Regions from separate parts of the Mustela erminea genome. Here region 2 is linked to region 1. A link is a contact called in public Hi-C data. All regions are on one chromosome and are shown on one strand. The core of a region is the stretch at or near the end of the contact, and the rest is flanking DNA. Distances in the headings are between cores, read along the strand shown. Region 1 holds the start of VCPKMT (protein-lysine methyltransferase METTL21D). Region 2 holds the start of MAP4K5 (mitogen-activated protein kinase kinase kinase kinase 5).

Region 1 (5,053 bases), core at 676-3,175:
GCTCTTGGATATAACTAAACAAGAATTTTTCAGTATTTTAAAGCTTAACAGATTTTTCAGGAGAATGGAGGTGTGAGTTAATTTTTTTTTTTTTTTTTTGAGGGAAATACGAAATCTGATGATGACCCCCCTGCTATTCCACCAAGACAGCCTCCTCCTCCAAAGGTAAAACCCAGAGTTCCTGCTCCTACTGGTACATTTGATGGACCTCTGCATAGTCCACCTCCACCACCGCCAAGAGATCCTCTTCCTGATACCCCTCCACCAGTTCCCCTTCGGCCTCCAGAACACTTCATAAACTGTCCGTTTAATCTTCAGCCACCTCCACTAGGACATCTTCACAGAGATCCAGACTGGTTCAGAGACGTTAGTACCTGTCCAAATTCGCCAAATACTCCTCCCAGCACACCCTCTCCGAGAGTACCACGTCGATGCTACATGCTCAGTTCTAGTCACAACAACCTTGCTCATCCTCAAGCTCCTCCTGTTCCACCAAGGCAGAATTCAAGCCCTCACCTACCAAAACTGCCACCAAAGACTTATAAACGGGAGCTTTCGCACCCTCCGTCATACAGACTGCCTTTGCTAGAAAATGCGGAAACTCCTCAATGACCTTAGCCATATGTAGTCATTGACACTGGAATGGTATTTGTAAAGGGTTTTTTTTAATTTATTCAAAAAGGTCATAGTATTTTAGTACTTTTTACAAATAATGCTCTTACAAAAATGCTACTGATCAAATAAGCTTTTAAATATTGGAAAAATAAAAATACAAAAGTCCTTTATCATTATCCTCAGGTGATCAGTAGCATTGCCTTGTCTTGGATCCTCAGTGCTGCCAAAAGGCCAGTATAAAGAATTTATATTTGCACTGTAGACTCTGCTAAAATACGGTTTAAAGTGACATTGATTGCACTGAAAGGGGATAGTGCATTTGTGGAATTTTTCAAATTTGGGTAATAGATGCCTTTTTAAGGCAATGAATTTACACAAATATAGGGGGTGTATGGTATTACTGATTTTTAAAACTCTTTGACCATCTTCAAGTTTTTACATTTAGGAGAATTGTGAAAAACACCCACTGTTCTTAAACTCTTTAATGCCATGTCTTAAATGCCAGAATTTGCTGCTGAAGACAAAAAACGGAAAATAGAATGAAAATAATAGAATGCACTGTAAATGTTTATTATTTTGTCAAAATGCATACAGACTACCTAACCAATCATAGAGGGAAAAAGGGCATGTATCTCATTCAGATGTGCCTTTTGTTTTTGCAGACTATGATGTCTTTAGCTCTAATGAGTTGCCTATTGTTTTGGAAAACAAAATTAATATGCCATGTATGTACAGTTTTGTTTATAATGTATATTTAAAAATAATGCTAATAGCCTATGTAAATTTAAGTGACTCCAGGCCTGTACTACAATCTGCTACTTTACTAATTCAGAAATTCAGAGGAAACTTTCTTATGGCCTAGGAACCAACTGCCTTGCCCTCAAAACCTAGCAACTTTCTCTATAAATCTCATGTAAACTAAAATTAAAAAAAAAATTTTTTTTTTTAGATTGGTAACATTTAAATCAGCAAACAAACATACTTAAAGCTTTATTAAACTTTTTATTCAGAGAAGTGAGTAAAAGTTTTATTTGCCATTTGGACTCCTGGGTTCAAAGTGATGAAAAAGCGTGTTTTGCTGATAGTGCTGTAGCAGCAGTTGTAAAGTAGCCAGAAGCCACCTTGTTTATTTACTGGTCTGTGGCCTTTTACTGTGCTTTGTATCAGAGTTCTTAACAAGATTAATAAATCACCCCAGTCTTAATTTTTAAAAGACTTTTAAATACGTGTTTTCATTATAAGGAACAAGTGGAGATATTCTTGAGTTCTGTGTAAATACATACAACCACATTATTTTCAATATTTGTGCAATTTATATAATCCCAAGGAATTTAAGTGATATAAATTTTATTAGGATAACTTTGTCTTAACTGTTAAAATGCAATCAGCAAGCTTCCAGCAACCATTTCTATGCATTCAGATGAAGAATTAGGAGCATGGTAGGAAACCCTTGATAAAAGAGGATTGTAGCCTCCCTGGTAGGACCTTGGAAGCTGCCTGGATTTAAGGCCAGTAACTACCGAGTAAAATTGGTCTCCAGGTAAAAACAGTCTTGAGTTTGCCTTTGTTTTTTAAAGAGGTGACAATATTAGCTTTGTTTGGAAGAGTGAAGTAAACTGCCCGATTGTAAAGCCAGGCTAAATTTAGAGGAGTGAGCCTGACCAACACCAAGAAGCGTGTGGCCTGGTGCTCCACCACGCCCAGGTAATGCTGCCTTCTCGGCCCTGTACTTTTGCGCATGCGCAATGGTGTCAACTTCGCCACTAGGAGGCGCCGGGCCCTCTTCAGGCCGGTCTTGGGGCGGTGCATGTGGCTGTGACGTCACTGCACGCGCCACATCTTGTTGCCCGGCAGCGATGGCGGCTTCTTTGGAGTCCGCGGAGGACCCACTGCGGAACTTTGTTCGAGTTTTGGAAAAGCGAGATGGCACGGTGTTACGACTGCAGCAGTATGGCTCCGGCGGCGTGGGCTGCGTTGTTTGGGACGCTGCCATTGTCCTTTCTAAGTACCTAGAAACCCCCGGGTTTTCCGGGGATGGGGCCCACGCTCTGAGCCGGCGGTCCGTGCTGGAGCTGGGCTCCGGCACTGGGGCCGTAGGGCTCATGGCTGCTACCCTCGGGTAAGAGCTGGTACAGGGGGGGCTGCTTTGTTCGGGAAATCCGGATTGCTGGTTTACCACGCTTGTGCCTACACTTCACGTTATTTTATAGGGCTGATGTTGTGGTCACAGATCTTGAGGAATTGCAGGACTTGCTGAAGATGAATATTAATATGAACAAGCATCTTGTCACTGGTTCTGTTCAAGCCAAGGTACTGAAATGGTTTGTATGGCCTTTCAGCTTGTTTTAAGATAACGATTCTATTTTGCTTTAAATTGCATTTCACTACAACCATAGTTAATACGAAGGGGACTTTCCAGAACTTGTTTATAAAACAGTGTTTTAAATTATTAAAGCAACAGTTAAATATTTTGGTTGATATTTTTAAGGGGGGAAGAAATAGAAGACTTTCCTTCTCCTCCAGACTATATACTGATGGCCGACTGCATATACTATGAAGAGGTGAGTATTCAGTGAGTGAAGTGTCTATCTTTAGAGTTTATACCATAATTTGTGGATTCCAGAGTGCACGCTTCTTCACATTTTAACATCTCTGAATGCAAGATATTTGTCCTGTAGTTGATGACACAATAAAGAACATAAAGGTTACCAGAACTATATACATATACTGGTGATAAACATATAGACCTATAAAATATGTTGACAGAAGTGTTATGTGCATTTTACTAGAGACTTATGTACTATTTTAAAGATTTTGCCATTTGGATCTGTTATGAAAAGCTTAAGTTTTTTGGTAAGCTCTTCCTAGTGAACATGTTAACCATGACATTGAGAATTAAGTTGCATTGTAAAGAATATATTGTTCTGTGGAAAGATTGATTCAGAATGGTACTTTTTTAAAAAAAATTTTATTTATTTATTTGACATACAGATCACAAGTAGGCAGAGAGGCAGGCTGAGACAGAGAGGGGAAGCAGGCTCCCTGCTGGGCAGAGAGCCTGATTCAGGGCTCAATCCCAGGACCCTGAGATCATGACCTGAGCCGAAGGCAGAGGGTTTAACCCACTGAGCCACTCAGGTGCCCCCAGAATGGTATTTTTTTAAATGGCAGTTTGTATAATATTGTGGGCATTGCGTTTTTAAAATAACGAACATTGAACTAACTTAAATTCAAGTTAGGGTCAGACTCACTTTTGTGGGTAAATCCCAACTTAAAATAGATTAAAATTAATTTTTTAAGGATGAGGTCATTTCATTTGTTTTCTCATGGGAACTCCAAAATACAGTCATTTGAGTCTTTTGGAAACTGAAATCAATGCAGTGGTTGATTAGTGAAGAGTTACCAGTCATTAGTTACAGAGCTTTAACCACTTATACTTTGTTGATTGACTCAAAGATGGCTAAATTGGAGGGGAGTTCTAGTTACTCTCCATTTCCCCTATTCCCATTTTATAGTAAATATTAAAATTTTTAAAAATCATAAGTAAAAGTGATATTCTGTTTTGAACAGTCTTTGGAGCCGTTGTTGAAAACTCTAAAAGATCTTAGTGGATTTGAGACTTGTATTATATGTTGTTATGAGCAACGAACAATGGGAAAAAATCCAGAAATCGAGAAAAAATATTTTGAGGTAAGTACTAGATCTGTTTTTGTAGTGCTTTACATGACTTCAGCGAGGGTTTTCGTGACTGTACGTTCAAGTATATTAAGGTAATTTTGAGTGGGGAACACATTCCACTTGTATGAATCCAAGGAGAGTATCCTTTGTTGCCCACCATTCTACTAAGCTTCTCCCCCAACTTTTTGCATCTTTTCTAATCCTTTGTTACTTTTTCTTTTCTAATTAGTTGATCTAGTATCTACAACACAACCTAAAATAATAATGGTGACATCCTTGTCTTTTCTGGGAAAGTTTTCCATGCTTCTTTATTAAGCATGATACTGGCTTTGGGGAATGTATTAATGATGTATGTAGTACTTTTGGAAAGTACATCAGAGAAACATATGTGATATGTTTTTACCTCTGTGTTTTTACAAAAGCTTTCAACCAAGGTGTCCTATCTACTTTTGGGGGTGTTTTTTGTTTTTGTTTTTCACTTTTTATTTTGAAATAAAGACTTATAGGAAGTTGCAGAAGTATTACATAGAACCCCATGTATCTTTCACCCATCTTCCCCCAGTGGTCATCCACACCCTTTTGATGGGCAAAAAATCCATCACATTAAAAAGTGACTCCTTCTGAGGGTACATCTCCATAGTCCTGCAATTTATCCACTGAAAGGACTGCTTTGCTTAAATAAGAATGCAAATACATGACTCTGCCTCAGATACGTGCTAAAATTGTTTTTCTTTTCATGTTTTTCTTGAAAGTAAAGAAT
Region 2 (5,409 bases), core at 596-3,095, 310 kb before region 1:
ATAAAATCTGGAAGATATTTACACGTCAGGTATCATAAAGACAGAAAAAATACATGATATTGAAGCTGGGATGAAGGGCCTATCAGGCTATATTTATTCTTATTCCATACCTTGTTATAATATTGTGTAGTTTGTAAGAAACTCTCCTGTGAGCTACAATTTTTTAATTATTATTTTCTTTATATTACATTATTTTTCAAAGATTTTTAAAAAGCTTTTATTTATTTATTTGGGAGAGAGAGAGTGAGAGCAAGAACAAAGGGAGAGGGAGAAGCAGACTCCCCACTGAGCAAAAAGCCCCCTTGGGACTCCATTCCAGGACCCTGAGATGCTGGCCTGAGCCAAAGGCAGACGCTTAACCGACTGAGCCATCCAGGTGCCCCACATTATTTCTTTTTATTATTGAAACTATGTGCTTGATTGTTTAGGCTGTAAAATTAAATTTATGTACCATATGTTTATTTTATGGAAACTGAACTTGAATTTCTCTGCCAACCATGTAATATTTAACTCACTAGCTATGAATTCACTGATCTTGTTTAAATGAACTCAACCAGTATTTTTAAATCCTTAAGATTCTTTTGGAGTTGGAATAAAGCAAATGTTTTCCTGTTTGCATCAATTGTGGTACAAGTAATGATTATAACAGACACATTTTTTTAAGTACCACGTAGAATTTCAATTTTTTCCATGCTGTCCACGTCCGGGTTGATGGTCAAAGCATATGGATCTGCCATTGCTGGCAACATAAAAACAGCTGCACTCCGCTGTTGAAGCCTATGACCTCAGACTTTTTATTGCCCGATTCATATCAAACACTGTGTTTCAAGAATAGCATCCTTGAAGGATTATCAGATATTTATCCTTGTTTCAAACCGGGAATTCAGAGTTTCCAATTTATGCAGGCTCATGAGGTAAACACTTTTCTAAAGTCTTCGTATCAGAACAAGATGTGGCTCGCTTGATCAATTGCTTCATTGTGATCTCAAAACCACTATAAAACCCTCTGCTTTGACCAATTTTTTTGCATTGTTCTGGTATCCTATTTTCCCTCTCTTTAGTAGCATACCTATTTAGCAGCTACCTATTTCTTCATTTATTTACTTTTACCTTGTAGTATAGTATGTATTTTCTGTATGCTGCCTCAAATTCTCTGGAATAACTCAAGTATAAATAAGTAAGAATAAATTTCAGACTAGAGAAAGGATCAATGCTTATAGGGTCAAAGGAAGAAAGAAAGAATCTACGACAGTAAACAAGTACTAGGATACCAATAGAACATTTGAAAAGATTTTGAGTCATTGAAGCCAAAAGTATGTGCCCACCAAAACAAGTGCCAAGAAGCTTTGAAAGAAGGAACTGTTCTTCAACAATTTTTTCAATGCAGCAAACACATAGGCTTTGTCCATAGAGCATGTAAGTCTGAGCTTACTTATGTTCCCTAAATAAGTGCCCTTTGTGCGCAAAGCACAAGAAAATACATATATTCCTTGTCCTGTTAAGGTATAAATTTAATTTCTACATTATACAGTTAATTACAATGGTCACCAACAAGGAGTGTATTGCCCAAGAACAGAATTGAATTGGATGTTCTAAACCACAAGCCCACCATCTGCAACCTGCTCTTCTGTGATTTTTCAGTTACTAAATGCATTGGCTGAGTGTTTCTCTGGCTTTTCTGTTCAAAGCCTCTACTGAACTCTAAAAATACCTTTGCCAGTATACATAAATCTGGCAACTTTCTTTCTACTTTCAGAACAGGGCTGGACCCGAAACTGCAAAAGAGCTTGTGAAACACCAGCCAAATTACTTCCTCGAACTCCTGTTCCATATTCTGGGCACTGTGAAGCATAACCTCTTCCATTTGACAACCTTTTTTATAATCCTGTAAAATGCCTTATAAACACTCTCTTGGATGTCAGATGCAAAACCTTATCCTCTTCAAGCTGCAGATAACGATACTGAGATACCACCAAATATGATGTCTTGTCCCAGATCACATACTGAGAAGGTAAGTAGATTCAGAATCCCTTTGCGGTCTCTGCTTTTGTTTTCGCTTCTGCAGAACACCCGGTCTCATTCAAGGAGCAATCCCCGCGGTGAGGCACCGCGCGGTGCCCAACAGGGATAAAGGCCACTGAGACTTTCTGGGAATTCAGGCTTGCAGAAATGTCGTGGAAAAAACTCGGCAGAAGACAGGTTGTGCAGGTGTGCAGGGAAGCCTCAAACTGGTACCACTGGCAATGATTTGCAAAACAGGAAGGTGCAGTAGGGTGTGCCGCGGCTTAGTTCACCCGGCACTCCCCCACCTCCTTCCCTGGCGCCCCACGGCCAGGTTACTTCTGGCCCAGTGCCCTCAGCGTACCTTTTCCGTGTTGAACTGGAAAGGCTGCCCTCGTGCCCACCCTTGTCCCTGTACCCGTCACCCTCCAGATTTACCTGACGCAGCTGGGGGCGGTTTAGCGGAGGCCCGTCGGTTCAAGAATGCCCGCGGGCGTCCGTAATCTCCGCGGGTAGCACAGCCCGGGCCCCGAAAGGACGCGCCCGGCCGGGGGGGCCCGGCGGCCTGGCGGCCGGGAGGGTGTCGTGTCCCGACCAGGCCTCAGGGCGGCACTCTGGTCCCGCGGCCGGCGCGCTCGGGCGGGCCGCTGGGCGCCGACCCACGCTGGCCGGGAACGTTTCACCCGGTGACGCAGCCCCGGGTGGGGGACGTGGTGCGGCGGCGGCGGCGGCGGCGGCGGCGGCGACGGTACGCGCCTCCGCCGCCTGCGAGAGGACGTGCGGTGCGGCGGGAGGCGGCGGCCCGGAGACCTGGAGTGGCCGGCGGGCGCCGGGAAAGCGGGACGCGGGCGCCGGCGAGGAAGTAGGTCCCAGACTCGGCGCTCAACAAAGAGCGGGGCCGCCCCCCTCGGATACCGAGCGGGCCCCCGGCTCCCGGCGGGCGGGGAGACCGGCCGGGCTGTTCGCGGGCGGCCAGGAGGGGGAAGGGCCGCGACCGGGCCGCGACTGCGGGGCGCGGGGGACCCTCCTAGGCCCGCTTGTCCGCGGCCCCCGGCGGGGCGGAAGGGAAGGGGCTGGGCCGCTCGGGGTTGTAGTGGTTGCTTGTCCCTCGTGCAGGCGGAGCTGCGGGCAGAGGCTCCATGTTGGGAAGCGGCGCCGCTCGTCCTCGTTAGCGGGAATCGGGGCGCCGCGGGCTGAGCCGGCGGGGGCCGGGCCCTGAGCGAAGATGGAGGCCCCGCTGCGGCCTGCCGCGGACATCCTGAGGCGGAACCCGCAGCAGGACTACGAGCTCGTCCAGAGGGTCGGCAGCGGCACCTACGGGGACGTCTACAAGGTGAGGCAGGCCGGGCCCGGGGCCGGGCTCCTTTCCTGAGGTCGGCTGGCTCTCGGGAATAGGGCCACTTTCTGGCGGAGTATGAGACGTGGGGAAGATGCCTTTATTGTTGCATCTTGGGGATGTAGCGGCCTGGGTTCCTTTTTTACTGAGCTCAGAGCACCCTGTGTTCATTGCTTGCTCTGATCGCCACCAACACGCAAAACTAACCACACCTTTGCAAACCACGGCGGTACTGAGTGTGTGTGGTATAAAGGCTTTTTATGTCTTTTTTGTGGCATTGAGGGAAGTTCGAATCTGCTTTTAGAGTTGCACATGAGGATGTGCTAGTCTTAGCATGGAAAAATGCTTCATGGAAGACAGTAGATGAGAAGAATATTGACATTAGGCATTTGCATTTAAAGAAAAAATTCTTAAGTGGATGAGCTTGATTTAAAAGTCATTATGAAACCAGGTCTGTCATTAATTGTAAGCAGTGTAATACCAATTAAAATGATGTGTGCACGGACATTATTCTGTGGAGAATTCAGCTTTTCCTGGCAGATGTTTCATCGTTTGTATTTGGTTGATTCCCCCCCCCCCCCCCCGCCCTACTTTAGCAGTTCCACTCTCAGGGATTTAGAACATTCCATGACCAAGAAGGGGTAGGAGCTGTTGTCTTCTTAATTGTGCTCTTTTGCATTATTTGAGATAAATGGGGAAGGGAAGGTACTTTTAATTTGGGATTAAAGAAAAATTATGGAGAAGCAAACTGAATTCTGTAAATCCATTGAGTTCTTGAAGGATTAAAAAGAAAGAAGATTGTTTCAGATTGTTTTATGGTTTTTGTTTTCTATTTTAAAAGAAGCGTTAATACAATTCATGTGGCTATATTAAAGGACATTTCCTTTGATTTTTGCAACAGTTTGTTTATTGGGTTTAATCATGATATATGTTCCATTATTCCAAACAACACTCCTGCATATAGCTGAAATGGCCTCCTTTCATATGGGTAATTTACTGTCCACTCCTCTGGGGTATGTTATTGTATTGCACAGATGGTAAAATGTAAAGAAAACATCCTTTTTTTCCCTCCTTTTCTGCTTTTATTATTCCATTAATAATAATGATGCCGAGTGGTATATGACAGCTCTAGTACTGTGTCATTTTACTGAAGTGGACTGTGATGGATAGACTTTTTATTCGTTAAAAGGGCATTTGAATCTTCTGTGTAGGCACTGTTCTAGGTATGGGGTGGTGAACTATAAGGAAAGTCCCAGTTCTTGCCCTATGAATGCCTTTGAATTCAAAGTGGATAATAATGACAGAATCCTCTTTATGTAGAATTAGAGGTAATTAACTCTTCATTGTTAGGTATGGATTAGCCATTTTGTGGAATGCTCTTGAAAAAGTTGAAATTCCTCTTTTGCCTTCTTAGTCCTATTTTTTAGCCATTTTCATCTTATGATTCACTATGAATTAGATCAGTTCAGTTCATGTTAGTGAAATAGTCTAAATTCCAGTTCTTGTATATTTTATCTTCTCCCTCTATAAGAAAATTTAAAGTGTCTTCCCCACAAAAGTCTCAAGATTTCCACTTTAAAAAAAAAAGTATAATAACTATAGCAATTCTCTGGAGAATGACTTTATTCTTGCCAGGAAAAGCAAAGGGTTACAACCCTTAAAGGGAAAACTAATGCTTGTCTTTGACCCTGGAACTTCCCTGCCTTGTGTCTCTCTTCCACAGCTCCTAAATGGAGGATCAGTGACTGAATATCTATCATACATCATCTTCCCGTCCCCACCCCCAGCCCCATCTCCTTCCTCACCACATTCATGCCCTCTCACAGTCATATATATATATTCTTGGCCAGCCTCTGATTCCTAAATATCCTCAAAATCCTGGTTCCTTATCTTTTGTTTTCCTTTTTTCTAATTACCTGGAATCACCTGCAACCCTACCTTCAAATGTTGCTATCTTTCCTGTCCTCAAAAGCACTTAATGCCCTGTTTATCTGCAGTGCCTATTATGATACCCTGCTATGTATTTTTTGTACAAATTTCAATTATTTGAATTCTCTAGGAAAACTCTGGAA

Evidence for each region. Hi-C and Micro-C count contacts between places; a contact is called where the count stands out from the background.
Region 2: a contact with region 1 is called in a Hi-C map of fibroblasts, with 4 times the contacts expected there. The contact joins the promoter of MAP4K5 here to the promoter of VCPKMT in region 1. A contact is called at or near these places in 2 of 3 Hi-C or Micro-C datasets (fibroblasts and spleen).

The regions. Positions count from the first base shown.
Region 1 is chr5:99,077,183-99,082,235 of mMusErm1.Pri, reverse strand. VCPKMT (protein-lysine methyltransferase METTL21D) reads left to right here and starts at 1,925. Exons shown (of 8, transcript XR_004285976.1): 1 at 1,925-2,734; 2 at 2,826-2,936; 3 at 3,104-3,176; 4 at 4,186-4,305. It overlaps SOS2 (son of sevenless homolog 2), which reads left to right. Exons shown (of 22, transcript XM_032344177.1): 22 at 103-1,828. The coding sequence ends at 612.
Region 2 is chr5:99,388,438-99,393,846 of mMusErm1.Pri, reverse strand. MAP4K5 (mitogen-activated protein kinase kinase kinase kinase 5) reads left to right here and starts at 1,845. Exons shown (of 33, transcript XM_032344182.1): 1 at 1,845-2,011; 2 at 3,118-3,334. The coding sequence starts at 3,227.